3 separate regions of the Mus musculus genome follow, and all the other regions are linked to region 3. A link is a contact called in public HiChIP or PLAC-seq data. All regions are on one chromosome and are shown on one strand. The core of a region is the stretch at or near the end of the contact, and the rest is flanking DNA. Distances in the headings are between cores, read along the strand shown.

Region 1 (4,574 bases), core at 1,016-3,515, 430 kb after region 3:
GCCTTTCCCCACTGAGACATCTCACTGGCCCCCATGATACAAGATTTAAAAGGAATCCTAGTGCCATCTGGGTCAAAGGTACATACATATATGCAGTCTATCAGCCCAGCAGATATGCACAGCAGATATGCACATGTCTACAAGCAAAAAAGAGAGAAGAGAAAACGATGACTGAAAGGCAGATCTAAAGGAGTTACAGTTGAACAAATGAATAAGTGCAGCCCCTCAGTATCACCAAGTATGACAGAGCCTGAGGCTACTTGAGTGCTTTACCCAGAGTGCCACGCTATGTGCATGCAACCTAGTGCAGTCAGTACTGGGCAAGTAGCTGTTATCCTGCATCATTCAGGGAATCATGAGAAGAAAATGGCCATATATTTTCTTTCTAAATGTGTCTGATCTGTGGTGGTTAAACCTCAAAATACAGAGGGCTGATTGTAAAGAGGCCGTTGTCTAAGCAGCCAACATGAATCGCTATGGTTCTCTAGTAAGAACACACATGCCACCTGCCGAGTCACCACTCAACACTTGCTGTGGGTATTGCCCGACAATGCTAATATTCCAGTCTTTGTCCTTGAAAACCCAAGCTCACTAGAAGCAGCACTCTGTCAACTGAACTATGTCTCCAGGCCAGGCTCAGCTTTACACACTTCTGCTCACACTCAGTTCACGATGCTAATGTGTCAACCACCACCGTTACAAGGCGTGACAAGGCAAGGCGCCCCATAGCTTCCCCTAACTTTGAGATAATACCCACAAGAGGTTGGGATAGTAAGAGAAACCACTGAACAGGACAGAAGGAGACACACAATGAAAGATTTAGAAACAGTGGTTTTCTGTCTTTGGCTCCCACTCCTCTCATTGGGAGTGAGGCCAGGACTTGCTTTGGCTTGGATTTGAAATGTCCCTTCTAGGCACCTGGTTGAAGTCTCCTCGCTCCCCAGTTGGTGGTACTCTTTTGCCCTCTGTGCTTCTCATTTTGGGCAGTGCCTTGTGTTGAGCCCATGGCTTCCTTTACACACTGGGTCACCTCTGCAGCCCCTGGTGGCACTCTTTGGGGAGGTGGTAGACGCCTTTAGGAGGAAGTAGGCCACTGAGAGAGTGGAGTCAGTCCTCTGTTTTGTCCTAGCTGCTTCCTGCCACTTTTGCTTCAAGAAATGAGTAGCTTGGCTCTCCATCATGATGAACCACCACCTCACTGTAGGCCCACAGCGATGGGGCTGAAGAACTGTACACCAAAATTTCTGAAACCATAAGGCAAAAATCAACCCACCTCTTAAGTGACTTGTCATGGCCACGTAAAGAAGAAACAACAAAGGAATGTGGGATTTCTTCTAGTCCAAGGTTCGGCTTTTATTTGGCCATAGTTTCCATTTAAAAACAGTATTTATTTATTATTTTTATTTTCCTGAGATGGGATAATTCTGGGGGATTGGCTCTCTCCTTCCACTCTTTTGGTCCCAGCTGTGGAACGCAGGTGTCAGGCTTGTCAGCAAAGCACCCTTCTTTGCTGAGCCAGTCTTGCCGGTCTACACCTCTTCTGTCACCTAATATCCATGAAGTTTCAAAAATTAATCTCGCCGGGCATGGTGGCACACGCCTTTAATCCCAGCACTTGGGAGGCAGAGGCAGGCGGATTTCTGAGTTCCAGGCCAGCCTGGTCTACAAAGTGAGTTCCAGGACAGCCAGGGCTACACAGAGAAACCCTGTCTCGAAAAACCAAAACCAAAACCAAAACCAAAACCAAAACAAAAACAAAAATAAATTAATCTCATCCCAAAAGGTGGCCCAAGATTTCTCCAAGTGATCTTTAACAATATAACTGATGTGTTTTAAAAAACCAAGAAAGTGTCTTGTAGAGAGAACTCAGTATGGTAGCCTAGGAGGGAGAACCTCAGAGGGCCCGTGCTGAGGCATCCCTCCTCCCTCCCAAGGTACCAGCCACACAACAGGTGTACTATAGAATCGTTTATTTACATTTATTTAAGGGCAGAGGAGAAGGTATTGAGAAAGGAGTAGAGGCAGGGAGAGAGAGGGGGCAGAGAAGGACACATGCAGAGAGAACGGGGTGGGGAGGTGGGGTGGGGGAGAGGGGAGCCGGCCAGGAAGACATGAAGGCGGGGAAGGAGGGAGGGAAGAGGGAGAAAGAGGTCAGAGAGAGAGAGAAGAGAGGCCAAACAGTCCCTTTTATAGCAAGCCAGACCTACCTGGCTGTTGCTAGATAACTGTTGGGCGGAGCCTAACAGGAATGCTAACCGGAACCCCTTTGCCAGTGACTTGTTCAGAAAATTAGACATCGCATAGTTCACGCTGTTCCTCTGAGCACAGACCTTGGCTCAGGAATGGGTATCTGCTACATTTGGTCTAAAGAGCAACAAGATCACCTACTCCGTGGGTCCCGGGAAAACCTTGTTCCTATTCTAGAGAGCCTGTGAGAGACATCAGCAGCGCATTCCGCGCGTGGTATTTGCCAGCATCTGGACACCTGTGAGAATGAAGCTGCCACAGGATAGTGGGGAGACACCGCACTAAGGACACCAGAGTCGATCCACTGTTCTAAGGCAACTCCGAAGCCTGATTTAATTGCAAATCTGCAATTATGAGAGCCAGTGCAATTGTGGTTGCTCACACAGGCTTGAATTGTTTATTTTTCTGGGTTTTGTCATTGAGGATATCTTGATTGAACCAATGTAGAATCACCTATGAATATTTATAGATTTCCTCCGCTGAAAAAAAATAAGCCAATTAAAAGTTAAGAAGGCAGGTTTATTTGGGAATGGGTGCCCGGGAAAGTTCCTCAGTCAGTCTTAGAGACGAAAGCAGAAAAAGTCACAAGCGGACTATGGCGTGGAAGTTTATTTTTCTAGACTGTAGGTAAAGGAAAATGACTTGTTTGCCACTTGCTGGGCTTATGGGGTGGGGTGGCTCCAGGTGGCTGGTGACTTCAGGTGAAGGGGGCTGGGACAGGTTTCAAGAATGTCAGGAATGTGGGATCTGGATTTTTGTCACCTTTTCTGTTAGGAGGCTTTCTGGGTGCGAGGGGCTGAAGAGGGGGAGGAACGAGATTCCCTGGGCCCTGTTGGGGTGGGGTGCAAGCTGGGGGCTCCAACTCTTATTGATATTCTCCAAAACTGGAGTTCCTTTATAGTAACCGATGTTGTCTTGTACAAAGAAAGCAGCGTGAATATGGATTAGATGACATCATGACAATTATAGATACTGATATAAAATAAATTAGTAGTAATTGATGAAGGAATGAAATATAGTTTTTTAGTGTAAGAGAGGAACTTTAACTTAAGGCAGTATATTAATACTTCATTTCATATCATTTATATGAACAAGGTACTAAGAAATATTAAGAAATGCTTGTACAAGTGAAAGACAAGCGGCCTCTCCACCTTTCTCTCCCTTTGAGCTGCTGTACTATGATGATGATGATGATGGTGGTGGTGAGGAGGAGGAGGCAGCGGCCATGGCGGTGGCTGCAAGGAAGCCCCTGGGGAACTGATTTGTAATACAACTTTAGGTAACACGAATCTGTTTTTCTTGATATTAAGCTTCTAGTGCAACAATTTTTATTATCTTTTTAAAAATATATTTATTTATTGTACATATATGAGTACACTGTAGCTGTCTTCACATACCCCAGAAAAGGGCATCAGAATCCATTACAGGTGGTTGTGAGCCATGTGGTTGCTGGGAATTGAACTCAGGACCTCTGGAAGAGCAGTCAGTGCTCTTAACTGATGAGCAAACAATTTTTATTATCAAATTATTTCACACCTGTCAAAAAAAAATCATAAAAGCCAGGGGAATGAAGAGACAGCAGTTTGTTTGTTTTTTAACATTTAAAAAAAGATTTATTTATTTATTTATTATATGTAAATACACTGTAGCTGTCTCCAGACTCTCCAGAGGAGGGCATCAGATTTCATTACAGGTGGTTGTGAGTCACCATGTGGTTGCTGGGATTTGAACTCAGGACCTTCAGAAGAGCAGTCAGTGCTCTTACCTGCTGAGCCATCTCACCAGCCCTGAGACAGCTTTTATATTCATCTATGTGGTGGTCAGCTTTCTGGTACTGTCGTAAATATGTGTGAAAGATCCATTTATAGAGATAGGTCTAGTTTGGCTCCCAGGCATGGAGATTTCAGCCTGTCATCCGTATTGCTTTAGACCTGTGGCAGTCCACCAAGTTGGGAGTGTGTGGCAGAGCAAAGCCACTCAACACAAGGCCAGGAAGCAGAAGAGAAAGAGGAATGGTGGGCTGGTGAGATGGCTCAGTGGGTAAGAGCACCCGACTGCTCTTCCGAAGGTCTGAAGTTCAAATCCCAGCAACCACATGGTGGCTCACAACCATCTGTAACAAGATCTGACGCCCTCTTCTGGAGTGTCTGAAGACAGCTACAGTGTACTTACATATAATAAATAAATAAATAAATCTTAAAAAAAAAAAAAAAAAGCCCCATTTAAAAAAAAAAAAAAAAAAAAAAAAAAAGAGGAATGGTGACCATCCAGGGCTCACTTGGCTATAAGGCCCACTACTTCCTAGTAATATCTCTCTTGGGACCAAG
Region 2 (4,298 bases), core at 270-2,769, 300 kb after region 3:
AGCTTAGAAAGGAAAACCAGTCAAGGCCAGGTCCTCGGAGGGGTTGTGTACTCCCAAGAGAGCAGCTGTAACTATTTACCCAGAACAACAACTGAACGGACTCCGGGGTGTGTGTTGGGAGAGAAACAATAATAATTATATAGAAGAATAGGTCATGAGGCCAACAAGGGGAGAAGGAGGGTGGAAATTATGTAAATACAGTACTTGTGGAATTCTGAAAAACAAACTCAGGACTTTGTGAGCATCCATTATAGCTCAGCCTGAGGGGCTGGGTGCACTTTAGGGAAAGAAGGAGGCTAGCGATTGCAGTGCACAGAGGCTAGCCCAACCACGGCACGAGTGTGCAAGGAGGACTGTCGTGGAAGAAGACAAAGGAGGTTCGGTCTGTCGCCAGGACTTGCTTTTTCCCTCTGTAGGACACAGTCTCTCCATTCTGCTAGTGCTAGAAGCCTGTTGTCCACAGACAGCTCCCCTAAGTGGCGTTGCTGGAGTCCTCACCACAGCCATCATCACTGGACCACACAGTCTGGCACATGACCCACTCACTCCAGGGCACTCCAGGGGCAAGTGCATAAACTAGGTCATTCTGAATTTCCCCTCCAGTTTTGCTGTGTAACCCAAGGACTGAAGGACATTCATTCTTGTCTTCAAATGACACCATCTCAGACTTCCCGAGGAAAGATCTGGCCAGATAACAGATCCCACAGCAGTGGGGATCTCAGAGGAAAGGGGCTCGAAGAGAATCACTTGGAATCCTGAATCCAGCTCTACCTGCAGTAGTTTCCACCCATCCATATGCTGCGGTTGCAAAGAGCCAATACATCTTCTTTTATCCCATACAGTGTTTTGAAATGTGTTTCTCTTGGTGCCAACATGAGTATTAACAAAGGCAAGGTGTGGGCTGGAGAGATAGCGTGGGTCGTTAAGAGCACAGACTGCTCTGCTCTTGCACAAGACCCACACTGGGTGGCTCACAATCACCTATAACTGGAGGATCCAACGCCTCTGACCTCTGCTGGCACTACGCATGCACGTGCGTGCACACGTGCGTGCACACACGCACTTAAAAAAAAAAATAAAAATCTTCTACTGGGCACAGTGGCACATGACTTTAATCCCAGCACTCAGGAGGCAGAGGCTTGTGGATCTCCGAGAGTTCAAGGCCAGCCTGGTCTACAATGTAGTTCCAGGACAGCCAATGCTATACAGAGAAACCCTGTCTCAAAAAACAAAACAAAACACCCCCCCCCCCAAAAAAAAACCTTTAGGGATAAAAAAGAAGATGCATTAGAAAATGGAGCAAGGTTAAACAGGAGGGTGGTGGCTGAGGACCCCAAGGTCAGGCTGAATCATCTGCTTCTTAAATCCTTTCTGGGACTGGTTGGCCACAGGTGGAAGACAAAGGAGTAAAGGGGTGGGGGTGGGGGAGACAATGGAGGGCGCAACAAAGAGAAACAATGTAAGAACAGGAGAGAGTAAGCAGGGAGAGAAGACGCTGGAACAAAAGGAGAAACAACCAGGGGCCCTCCCTTCTCTGGGCTCCATCTGTTCTTCCCATACCCCTGAGCAGGGCCAGCTAAACTACACAACCCAGTACAGAATCAAAACGCAAGGTCCCGTGTTCAAACCTCACAGGTTTCAAACAGGATGGCATAGACCTGTGATCCCAGCACGGTACAGATATTTTTTGTTGTTGGTGGTGGTGTTTTTATTTGTTTGTTTGTTTGTTTGTTTGTTTATTATAAGTACACTGTAGCTGTCTTCAGACACACCAGAAGAGGGCATCAGATCCCATTACAGATGGTTGTGAGCCACCATGTGGTTGACTGGGATTTGAACTCAAGACCTCTGAAGAGCAGCCAGCGCTCTTAACCGCTGAGCCACCTCTCCAGCCCATATACAGGTTACTGTAGGAAGATTGTGAGCTTGAGGTCACAGTAGGCTTCATCATGAGACAGTGTCCCAAGAAAACAATACTTATGATAACAAAGAATCCAAGGTGGTGATGGCACCGTATTAAACACAGGTGCCACTGCGGGACCCTGTGCAACTGCTCTGGTCACATGATCATGAAGCCTGCGCAGTCCTCAGAGAAAGATGAACTACTCCGATTTTCCAGGGTTCTGTGTCAGGTGTTCCAAGCACAGACGAACGTTATTCAATCTCACGAAGGGAGGCACAGTTCACTCCCCAGCCCAGCCCAGCAGCTCTGAGAAGCCCTGCTGCAGAAAGAGAATTCATTTCACTTCATTGAAACCAACACTTCTCAGATTTGTTTGACCACAGTAATATCGTTTAATCTAGTTCTCCGTACTGAGGCCCCCACATGAGCACTGTGGAAAACACTCCAGTTGTGAGGTTTCTGGAGCCAGAAGGGGCAGTAGCCATCATTCACAGCTCTCTCTCCCCTGAGGTCTGTCAGCAAATCCACTCTGCTTGGCCTCCACGATGACACTGGCCTCTTTGTGCCCCCTTTGATGGGGGCAGAGGACTGGGAGGGACAGGGGACAACGTGGCTGAGGCTGCACAAACCGAGGAGTTCCAGAAGATGGGACATCAAGTCTCCTGGACACCCCTACACCCAGGCACAGACAAACCTTTGTTTAACCTGATACGCTCCAATTTCTTTCCTCCTCACCAGCTTCTAACAGATCCAGGGAGGGGGCTTTGGTGTCAAGTGCTGGAGAGGGATTCCTTAGTTACCGTGGTGGTAGAACGTGTGACTCTCTTAGATTTTATCTAAGATAGACAATGTATCCCACAGAAGTTCTGTCAGAACCAGGAGTAGCATTTAATCAGAACCAGGGAGTACCCAGAATGCTTATCTAGCTTTTAGTTTTGCTAAGAAGAACAAAGCTTAATGCAAATAAAATAAAATAAAATAAAATAAAATCCTGGAGCAGTGTTTTCCTTTCTTTCCGAACTGGGGCATTTTGCATAAACGCCCAGTGTTGACTCCCTCTCCCTCCTCCAGCTTCAATGTATTAGACAAGTCACTGTATTCTTTCTGTACCTTTACTTTCTCACCTGTAAAATGGGAGAGTTGACAGAAACAAAGACTCCTCTGGAAGTAAGAAAATGCGTAAAGGGCAGGGGAGCTGACTTAGCAGTTGAGTGATTGATTACTCTTCTTGCAGAGGACTCGAGTTTGGTTCCCAGCATCGACCTATGACTTTAGCTCTGGACTCCTCAGGCATCTGGGCTTATGTATGTGTGAGAGGCCGCACTGCGAGCACACACACACACACACACACACACACACTTTAAAATAAAAGTAAATTCTAAAAGAAAGACAAAGAAAATGTGTGAAAACGCCATCTGAAAACTGAGCCCTGACAGTGCTGTAATCCCAGTACTTGAGGCGTGAAAGCAAAAGATTCAGGAGGTGTTAGTCCAGTAGTCCAGCCTGGGCTGCACAAAATCCTGTGTAAAAAGCCAAAGGCCAAACCGAATGAACAATAACAAAACCCCAAGAGCCACATTTCCAGCAAGACGTGAACAAATGCTTTCAAAATCATAAAGAACAAAGACTGTGAAAGTACTGGGCAGGAGTCCACTCCGCTGTCTCCGTTTTGGAAACATATCTAGGGTCCTAAAGGAACAGCGTCTAACGTGCCTCTCAGAGTGCACTGCTGACACCTGCTGGCATATACTGGTATTACAAGGGTGCTAAGCTTGGAAATCCCTTTTTGTGATGAACAGGAGAAAACTGGACCGATTTTCATGCACATTGTGTTCCTCGGGACCAGGAATTTGGACATCACCGGGACCTTGTGGAAATGTACATATAGTCTCTGCGTTCTAATGAGACCTTCCCTGGAGCTCTCAGAGCAGACTCTAGTAATCTGTGACTTTTAAGTTGGGTGGTACAATGGTGAATTCTTATCATGCCAGCACTTGGGAAGCAGAGGTAGGAGGGCCACAAGTTCAAGGCCAGTCAAGGAAACAAATGGATATATGACCTCAAAAATAAACGTTTAAGAAAGAAAGAACAGACAAATCTTCTAGCTGGAAATGGTGGCATAGGAGGATCAGGAATTGGATGTTCAAGGCCAACCTCAGCTACTTAGCAAACCTAAGGCCAGCCTGGACTACATGACAGCTATGTCTCTAAAATAGATGTGTTTGGACTACAGAAAGTGACTAGGTGTGGAAAGAAGAAGGTACATCACAGAAAGGATTTCAAGACCTCTCAAAGGGTTCTACTGTGCCGGCCCAAGCCCTTTGGTACATACTTTCCAGGTACACAGAGTCAGGCTCTCCCTGGCCCAAGCCCTTTGGTACATACTTTCCAGGTA
Region 3 (4,031 bases), core at 507-3,006:
CATAGATTCCCACGAGGGCAACTCCCAACGTGCCAGGTGCCAACTGGCAGCAGAACCTTCTGGATGAACTGGTATTGGGCAACACAGGGGGCCTCCCAGCCTACAGCATGTCATCCACGAGGCATTTCCTGAGTCTTTGGTACCAACAGTATCAACAGAGCAGAATCCCAGAGAGTAGACAAGCACGGACCCTCACATGCATGAGGACTGGAGCCAGACAGCTTCTCTCAGGGTATTAGGGAGAAGGGTTTTGGACTCAGAGACAAACCCAAGGATGAGAGCCGTGGGGTCCTGCATTGTCTCAGCTAAGCACTTAAGAGACAGATCAGGGCATTAAGAAGCGGGAGTCAAGATTCCCGTGAGAATTTTTATGAGAAAGATTTTAACCTACATTTATTCTTTAGGTATTTGGTGGTGGGGGGGGGGGGGAGTCCTACAAAAAGAACGCATCATAAAACATGTCAGATGTTCTGGTCTCAACTTTCTGAGTCGAAGGCAAACAAAGGTTGTGACATGATTAGATCAGAACATGCTGACACACGTGTGTTCTGTGTAGACACAGAAGAAATGGTGCTGAACTTTAAAACCCTAAACAAAACAAAGCCTGAAAAAGGAAAAAAAAAAAATCCAGCTGTTTGGTCTCAGTGAATTTGCAAACAGCAAAGGCTACTTCTAAGTACAGTGTCTGTCGGTCTGTCTGCCCTCATGCTACACACCAGGAGGGGTGAGAACCCCATATCTGTGGATTCAAGCAACCTCAGATCAAAATTATTCATGTTCCATATGCATTGAGCATGTTGAGACAGCTTCCCCATCGCCGTTCAGTAAACAATGTCGTCTAAGGACATTGCACTGCATTACGTGTTTTATTAAGTAGCCTGCACATGGTTCAAAGTGTGGGGGAGGGTAAGACCCGACTATGTGGGAACAGTGAGCACAGCACGTGGTGTGAGGCACTTGACCACCCCCTTGGGTATCTGAGGGGCTCCTGATGCCACTCTTCTGAGGATGCTGAGGGGTGACTATCACAGCGGGGGTGTGGTAGCCTGCACATTTCCTTCCCAGCATGCCTCACTGTTTGCACTTAACCATATTCCATTAACTGCAGGTGTCCCTCTCCCCGTCTTGCCTTCATGAACCCAAGGCTCCAGTAGGGCAGACTCTGTGTTCTTTGCTCTTTTAACCCTCATCACAAGGCTAGCAGCTGACATACGTCAGGCGCGTGCATGGATTTGTCAATCAATCAATCAATCTATTTATTTATTTATTTATAATCCATTACCTTGGCTGCAACGAACTCTTGTGTTTATAGTCTCAGGAGGGAAGAAAAGCACAGAAAAGATAAACCTGTGCTACCTACCAACACACTCAGTGCCTGCCTGCCTGCCTGCCTGCCTGCCTGCCTGCCTGGCTGATTGACTCAGGCTGCTCAAAGACTCTAGCAGGTACTTTCAAGTGAGAAGGCCCTAAAAGGTACTGGTAGCCACCTCCCCCAGCCCCATCCCCACCCCTCTCAAAACAGTAATGACTGAGGAGTATAGAAAAACAGCTGGCAGAACTGCTGGACAAGAGCTCAGAAGTTTCTCAATGATCAGCCCAGACAATGGCTCCTCTGTGGCGGTCACCTGACTATCTATCAGTCAGCCCATCCGTGCAAACAAGAACAATGATAACCTTTCTTCAAAGACTACAGTGGGGACCCTTCAGTTAATGAAGGCAAATCACTCAGCAGGGCTGAGGCTCTCCTAGTGAATGGGACTCCCATTGTAGCTCAAAGCCCTCCCCTGGCCCTGGAACCCTTGCACCTCCTCCGGCCCCACTTGAAAGGAGGGGGGTACATCCTAGACAAAGGAGAAATTGAAGAATGATTCCGCTCCCATTGAGAGGAGGGGACTCTTAGGGTCAAATGACAAGGAGAGATTGGGGGGCGGGGTGTCCAATGGATCAGAATGAAATTCCCTGCCTGTGTTGTTCTTCAAGAGCCCGGGCAGAAAATAGAACAAGATACCCAACAGAGTGACCTAACGTGTTCTGTCTCAAGTCAAAGCCCTGCTGCAGAAAGGCCAGGATGCATGGACACCAAAACCAAGGTTTGCGCTGGCGAGGCAGTCAGCAAGAAACAGAAGAGAGCAACAGAGAAGCAGACTTAGGGAATTAAACAGCATTCGTCCAAATAACTGAGCAAAAAGACCCGTCAGAGTTACCAACTTCTTCAATGGGGCAGATTTCACACACCTGTCACCAGATGAGGCGTGCACACTTCATAGACATTAAGAGGGCGAGTTTAGAAGATCAAAAATCAATTACGACAAGTGGCTCAATGGCTTCTCCTTGTCTGTTTCAGAGACATAAGCTCCAATGTCTTATAAGAAAAAAAATCAAAGCACAGAAGTTTAAGGGGTGTGGATACTGGAGTTCGAGAGGTGGTGCCTCACCTGAGCTTGCTTGTTAATAAAAATAAATACTTTTGATTAGGATATTCTAACAGGAGCAAAGTGAAAATTTTCATCTCATATTTTCTTCCCACACAGAATGAAGATTTGGCTAAATTAAAAACTATAACAGACCTAGCCCGTGCCATTGGTGAAAACTGGGTTCAGGTCTTAGTCCTCACTCACCCAGCTATTACAGACAAAAACAAAACTGTAACAGCCAGAGAGATGGGCAAGTAGGGATGAAATTAGCAGATATGACGGTTTTAACAAACTCTAGAAATTGGTGTTTAAGACCGCTTTCAAAATGTAAATCTCCTTCTAACTATCTGAATGATGATACAAATCTATTTACAAAGAATGCAAACACACCTTGGGCAGAATTATAGCTCAGAATTCGGTGGAGGGCTCAGCTGTCACTCAGCTGAGACTTCCCAGGGCAGCTCTGTCTGGACCCTAACATTTAACATCTATCTAATTCGACAGCAAATGTGTCACGGGTGCGGTACCCCTACATTATGAGGACGTCTCCCTACATTGGCTACAACGTGTTGCTTGTACACGGGTTGTTTTTCCCCTTTGGCAGAAATGGACCCAAAGTACACAAAGCTGTTTGTAATTTAGCAAGTGTTCAAGATTACAGATTGTCAACACAGTACAGCACACAACCTGCTGCTTGCTCTCGGGGTCAGACAAAAGCCTCCTTCTTTAGGAGAGCAAGTGTTCGGCTACTTCCTCACTGAAACTTGGCCTTCCTCAAACACACCATATAGTTGCAGCCATCAAACTATGACAGAGTGAGACCTCCAGTCTCCACAAAGATCTGTGGGAGAGCTGCAATTCCCTATACTATGGACAGGGGGTAGGAGTGTGAGTTTCCTTTACACAATAGTTTCAGCCCTATCCAGAGAGATTTATGTAAGCGCATTTCCACAAAGGTTCAAATAAATTTTTTGCATGACCTGCCAAGTGAAGCCTTTTTGGAAATCTGTATGAGCCAGAACCAGGGGACGCTACAGAATCTCTGTCAGGTCCTGTTCAGGAGTAAGCCTTGAGGTGAATATTCCCCAAAAGTCACTTGCTTCTACTCACCAGGGCATGAAAAGATGACACGGAGAAGATCCCGAGGCGGCCCATGGCCACCTTCGTGGGCCGGCTCGCAAAAGCAAGCAGCCTTTTGGGGTTTGGCAGCTCCCCGCCCTGGAGGCTGGCGAGGTAACAGCGGAATCGGAACAGGTCCATCTGGAACTGTTCGAGGTTCTGCTCCCAAACGAAGATCTACAGTCGTGGGGGGGGGGGGGGAGGAGACAGGGGGAGAGAAAAGGGTCAGGGAAGGTAAGAGCAAACGTTAGCCACCGTCTTCTCCAAGAGCCTTGCAGATCTGTTTATCGTAAGGCACAATTATAATCCCAGAGGGTAAACAACGGGGGGGGGGGTGTCTCTTAGGGTGCATGCGCTCTTGTTTACAAAGACCTGTAACCATAAACTCAGTATCAGAAACAAAGTACATTGTTAGTTACTGGTGCTCTCCTAGCCAAGATGTCATGGGTCATGGAGAGTGTGTGTGTGTGTGTGTGTGTGTGTGTGTGTGTGTGTGTA

The links. HiChIP or PLAC-seq counts read pairs in DNA pulled down with a chosen protein or histone mark.
Region 1: a contact with region 3 is called in an H3K27ac HiChIP or PLAC-seq map of embryonic stem cells, with 4 times the contacts expected there. The contact joins two enhancer-like sites. A contact is called at or near these places in 3 of 39 promoter capture datasets (HPC-7-derived erythroid cells, hematopoietic stem and progenitor cells and pre-B cells), 1 of 484 Hi-C or Micro-C datasets (embryonic stem cells), 2 of 115 datasets of contacts at active chromatin or transcription factors (both in embryonic stem cells) and 1 of 9 other capture datasets (liver).
Region 2: an H3K27ac HiChIP or PLAC-seq map of embryonic stem cells shows a contact between it and region 3, with 4 times the contacts expected there. The contact joins two enhancer-like sites. A contact is called at or near these places in 16 of 484 Hi-C or Micro-C datasets (B cells, the N1E-115 cell line, bone marrow-derived macrophages and 11 more), 17 of 115 datasets of contacts at active chromatin or transcription factors (the HPC-7 cell line, bone marrow-derived macrophages, embryonic basal ganglia and 7 more) and 2 of 9 other capture datasets (adipose tissue and liver).

What each region holds. Positions count from the first base shown.
Region 1 is chr16:90,288,931-90,293,504 of GRCm38.p6, forward strand. No RefSeq gene overlaps it. Among named protein-coding and RNA genes, the nearest start is that of Scaf4, 6.7 kb to the left of the region's middle. Within about 2 kb of position 2,266, at least 11 of the 459 cell types and tissues checked have an H3K27ac peak or open chromatin away from gene starts, as enhancers often do. A contact at or near this core is called in embryonic stem cells, where this site is marked.
Region 2 is chr16:90,164,237-90,168,534 of GRCm38.p6, forward strand. No RefSeq gene overlaps it. Among named protein-coding and RNA genes, the nearest start is that of Gm10789, 24 kb to the left of the region's middle. Within about 2 kb of position 1,520, at least 9 of the 459 cell types and tissues checked have an H3K27ac peak or open chromatin away from gene starts, as enhancers often do. A contact at or near this core is called in embryonic stem cells, where this site is marked.
Region 3 is chr16:89,861,710-89,865,740 of GRCm38.p6, forward strand. It overlaps Tiam1 (T cell lymphoma invasion and metastasis 1), which reads right to left. Exons shown (of 28, transcript NM_009384.3): 8 at 3,525-3,710. Among named protein-coding and RNA genes, the nearest start is that of Gm52239, 69 kb to the left of the region's middle. Within about 2 kb of position 1,757, at least 28 of the 459 cell types and tissues checked have an H3K27ac peak or open chromatin away from gene starts, as enhancers often do. A contact at or near this core is called in embryonic stem cells, where this site is marked.